Regions from separate parts of the Gossypium raimondii genome. Here region 1 is linked to region 2. Evidence: chromatin contacts called from public Hi-C data. All regions are on one chromosome and are shown on one strand. Each heading gives the region's core, a stretch centred on a gene start, on an enhancer-like site or on the middle of the called end of the contact. The rest is flanking DNA. Distances are from core to core; before and after follow the strand shown.

What was found. A called contact is a pair of places that touch in the nucleus more often than the background predicts.
Region 1: a contact with region 2 is called in a Hi-C map of leaf, with 2.9 times the contacts expected there. The contact joins the promoter of LOC105783142 here to the promoter of LOC105784317 in region 2. A contact is called at or near these places in 2 of 2 Hi-C or Micro-C datasets (both in leaf).

The regions. Positions count from the first base shown.
Region 1 is chr13:15,288,099-15,290,815 of ASM2569854v1, forward strand. LOC105783142 (ureide permease 1) reads left to right here and starts at 1,456. Exons shown (of 8, transcript XM_012608388.2): 1 at 1,456-1,689; 2 at 2,326-2,628; 3 at 2,708-2,717. The coding sequence starts at 2,392.
Region 2 is chr13:15,076,521-15,079,220 of ASM2569854v1, forward strand. LOC105784317 reads right to left here and starts at 1,299. Exons shown (of 5, transcript XM_012610165.2): 1 at 1,125-1,299; 2 at 949-1,021; 3 at 75-126. The coding sequence starts at 1,220.

The DNA.
Region 1 (2,717 bases), core at 206-2,705, 210 kb after region 2:
AACTTAAAATTTTAATTATTTGTTATTTTGAAAAATCAATTTATTATTAAATAATTGATTAAAAATACTAACCATTAATAATTATTGCAAATATATGAAAACTATAACTTTAAGTTATAATATGTTAAATTATTTATTACTCTTTAGTCTTTACTAAATTATATATGAGCTTTTGTTTAAAAAAGTCTTATGAGTCTAATTTATAATTAATATTGAACAATTTGGCAAAATAAAAGTAGGAATATATGAAAATAAATGGAAGCTTATCATAAACACTTCAAAGTATATGTTTTTCTTTTCTTTTATGTTTAAAAACTGTAAAAAAAAGTTAAATATTTTAGCACATAGACAATGTTATATTTTTAAAAATAATTTTATAGATTACTTTTACATATTTCCATAAACACTTTAATAAATTTGAGAGTTAAAACAGTTTATTTTAACATTCTCAATATTTTGAAAATATTTTAAATTAATATGTTTAAAATTTTAAATTAAATTATTCTTTAAAATGTCTTGTACATTGAAATTTTTAACAGAATTTTTAAAAACTTTAACAAACTTATTCAAAACTTTTTGAAATTATTAGAATTTTTACTTAAATGTTTAAAAAGTGATTAAAATATGTTAAAACATCCTACAGTTTTTAATTAAAATGTATAGAAAATTTAAACTTCTTTCAATAAATTAGGTTTTTTTTCTTCCAAAAAGCTAATTTAAATTTAAAATATATATATAAAGTATTTAAAATATTATACAACTAATTATATTTGGAATAAAATTTAAGCAATTTATATATTATTTATATAAACATTATAATTATTTAAAAATAGTAAACTAATTATAAAAATTACAAAATTATAAAATATTATTTTGATTGATACAAGGATACAATATACTGCTTCTTCTACACATTCATGGCTAACCCATAAAGGGAATGCCTAATAATAAGGACTCATAAAAAATCGATAATTTACTCATGAGAAAACCTTTACCACATTAGGCACTAATTTCTTTTTAACGTTTAATTAGATCGGTAATCATTCAAATTGACCGAATTAGTTTAATATATGGGAATTCTCTTTTTTTTCTTTCTTAGCACAAAATTGAAAGATATATATATGATAATTGTTTAATGTATGAAATTTGGTGGTTTCGTTTCTGTTGTTAGTTATTTGTTTTTTATAAAGATTTATTGTATTATTTTTCTACCATTTAATAATTTAAACGTATAAACCAAAAGTACTATTGCAGAGTAATTTTCTGCTTTCTTTTATTCTAGGTGGTGCTTTGATGGGTTTTTTTTTTTCGAAAGTTTTGTTTTTGATTATTTGTTAAGTACACATTCTTATTTCTTTGTTGTTATTTGACAATAATTTTGGATGTTATGCAATTAAATAAAGCCCCATATTGACTTTACAGTAAGTAGCGATAGTCTATGCCTAAGCCAACCAACCATTGAAAATCATTTGCAAGGAGTTAAGGTATCCTTATCAGAGTCTGAATCTAAAGGGAATCTCTTACTGAGGTTTCACATTCCCCTTTTTTTAGTTTACTTGCGGCCTTTCCACCCTTTTAATTTCTATATTCTTCTTTGTCGTTTGTTATTTTCCTTGAATCTGCACGTATCTCAGCTTTGCTTTAGCACAATTCTCTGAGTCACAGTTTCTTGCCATTAAACTGGTTAAGGTAAAAACTTCAAACAATCATATCATTCTGATATCATGTGTATTCATGTGTGGCCTACTGAACTTTTCTGGGTTATTATAGTTTATTTGATAACTAGACTATTGTTGGGACTCTGGGTGGTCTACCTTATTTGGTCACTTATTTTCATACCCTTTTGCTTTTCCCTATGATTTGCATATGGTAAGTGTCTAATTCATAACAAACATGCTGTTCATACTTCAGGAATTTGAGTTGTTGCTGGAATTTTTCTTTGGTTTCTTTGTTCCGTTGACTTTTGATTACCAATTCTGGATCTGTTTTTCCCCACAGAGCATACTCTATTGTTGTTTGTTTATTTGCATATTCCATGTTTTTCTTTTCTGGGAATTATGAAGCTTTATCTTTCTTAAATATGAGCTTTAAACCAATTATTTCTAAGGAGGCCAATCTGGTTTTATAGCAATGTCTTCTCTGTGCATGTGTTTTTGCCTACTCAGATAGAGGCTTCTTTCTTTCACCAATTGCAAGCTTCTTGGAGCCTCACCTATGGTGTTGTAATAGTTTTGGGACATATAGGGCTTAATAGCCAAGAAAATTAACTAAACTTTGCTCAAATGAAAGATTAGATTGGACTCTAAAACTTCTTGTTTATAACAGGATTTTGCAGGCACTGCATCTCTGATATATCTACCAATTGAGAGGATCATTTGTAGTGGTTTGAAAATGTATGTGGTGGAAAGCAAAGGAGGTGCCATTGCCTGTATGCTTCTGGCATTGTTCTTTTTAGGCACATGGCCTGCTATTATGACGCTACTCGAACGTCGAGGTCGTCTTCCTCAACATACTTACCTTGATTATACAATGACAAACCTCTTGGCTGCTGTTATTATTGCTTTAACATTTGGTGAAATTGGCAGCAGCACTCCTGAGAAACCCAATTTTATTGCTCAACTATCTCAGGTTAGTCCCCTCCATTTTCATGGTGGAATTGAGACTCTGAATGTAGACTATCGCAGTCTTTTAATGGTGATTGATGCAGGATAACTGGC
Region 2 (2,700 bases), core at 49-2,548:
AGAAACAAAAATGAAAGAACAGGATCGAAAGAGGGGATCAGTTCGGAGCAGCAAGAACAAGAGGCAGAACAAACCTTTTCCTCAGGAATTCCATCAGACCATAGAGGACAAAGTGGCGATGCACGCCTGCGGAGAAGCAAATTAGATTCAAAGTTATGCATTAATGTAGATTGTTAAAGACCAAAATGAATCCTAGTTATTTTACCATAAAAATGTGCATTAACTGCTAAATGCACCAAATAATTAACCACATATAAGTTATTTGAACAACTGAAGTAGCTCTAAGGTTTGAAAGCTTAACATTGGCCTATAAACAATATACATGAAGCACCATTTGTTTTTGAAGTTACAATTTACAAGTATATCAACAGTTTCCATCGAAATCAATCATTACAAGCACTGAACTGAACAATTAAGTCAACAATCAAACTAACTTGCGCATACATGATTTACACATGAGGGACTTGAACTTGGAACCTAGAAGTTCCTAATGCCTCAACCTTGCCATTTGGCCAATGTCTCATTGACATGAAAAACACCATTAGGTTCTAAAACTACCAGATCAAATACAGAATCAAGTCAACTACAGAAATAAAAAGCTGACCTTTTTACTGCAATTACCAGCTAAATACATATTCATTAAAGGTTTTTGCTGAAAATATTGCTTAACCATTTTTCACCACAGCAATAAGAAAATTAAAGGAATCAACATTTGAATTGATCACATCACTAGCATGTTAAAAAGTAATTCACAAACTGAATCATAAATACAAATTTCCAATAAAACTTCACAATTAGAATCCAGAAAAAGAAAATTCAATTCATTTTTTTTCCAGATAACTCCTAAGAATCAATATTTAAACTGAAATACAAAAGAACTTCTCCCTATAAAAAAACAATTAACAAATTTTAAAAAAAAAGAAGAAGAAGAAGAAGCGATGAACGTGCCTCGTAATTTGACGGGAGGATAAATTTCAAGTGCTTCCAATAGCCTGAGCTCCAATTCCACCTCCTGTTGCTCCTAATAAATCAACAGATAAATATAAAATTTAAATAAAAATCAACAAAAAAAAAGTGATAACTAATTGCATAAAACGGAGAAAAAACGAAACGGCGAGAGAAACCTTAGGAAGAGAAGAGGCGGAGGACGGCGGAGCTTTGCAAGGAGAATGTACGGAAACGCCATCTTGTTCCTCTTCTTTTTCTCTTCCACCCTCCATCCCCTCTTTAATTACTTTTCTGCAGTCGTAAAAACAAACACCAGTAGGTGAAATTAGTTATACTATCTCAGATTAAACTTCAAAATTTGAACTATTAATATTTTTTCCCCTTTCTTGGGCTGGATCCGAAATATACTTCCCATTCCAAGTTTTGTTTTGTTTGTGCCACGATTGGTACGGCCCATTATTTTGGTAGATTTCATGGGGAAATAAGAGACCTTGGGCTTCCTTACCTCTAAATTTGGAATACCTTAGTAATTCGTCAAAATTTCATCCCAATTACAGCTATATCAATGGTTCCACTAGAATTTCTTTACCTTAAATTTTACTGCTGAATTCTAATTTTGATTATTTGAAATATTTTATTTTTTTATTTAAAAATATTAAAAATTTAATAAATTAACTGAAAATTTTGTATTTAATTAAATAAATACTTGAAGAATAGAAATATATAAAATAAGTTTTAATATTATATTATTGTTAAATATTAAAATAAGATATAAAAATATTTTCATTGAATTTTGTGTTCAAATTATTCTAAATTAAAATTGAACAGTAAAGTTTAATAAAACCAAAATTTAGTGGTAAAATTTAATCAAGTAAAATGGCAACATTCGATGCACAATTAAAGCATGGTAGTAAATTTAATTCATAAATATCAATAAAAATAAAATTACATACTAATCCAATAATCTAGTTTTTTTTAAGTATATTGGAGGAGTTAATTCTTTATATTTTATCGATTTTTTTATGCATCTAAAGGTATGAGATTTCCCCTTTTGGAATTATTGATAAGACTCTCAAAATTAATCAAAAATAGGAACCCTAAAAACCTCACAAGGAGAAACATCATATGATTGTGTGAGTTTAGCATAATTATAATGGTGGAAATATGATGTTTATAACCAATGGCTGAAGAAGAGAAAGAGTGAAAGAAGAAAAGGTCACTATAATAAGGAAAAGTTGGGACCACATGGTTTCATTGTCTCTTCACACTTACAGCTGATTTTCATATATTGCAACATCTAAATTTTATTATAAATTTATGAAGTTTAATTGTTTTTAAAACTTAATGCGCATGAACAAAAGTTGGCTCACAGTAGCACGTTTTTCGTCTCTCTTTGTTTGTTCACAGTAGCAAGTCTTTTGTTCCTTTTGATTTCTTTATTTTTTATGCCACCTTTGCCTTTTGCTATTTTTGCTTTCGAAAATGGAAAAAAAAAAACCTTGCTAAGTTGAGTAAAGAAGAGGTTTGGCAATTTTCTCATGGATTTGAGTTGCAGAAAAAAGGCTTATGAATTCAGTCTTGTTGGATGTTTTATTACGGCAAGTGTGATACATTTTCCTACAATGAGAAACACTTCGACAAATCTCTTGCATTCATTCGGGTAAGTTCAAATTTCAGATTTGGGTGAGAAACGTTTTTTATTCAAACTCTTTCATGCACTTGATATTGATAGAATGATCAATGGCGCCCTGT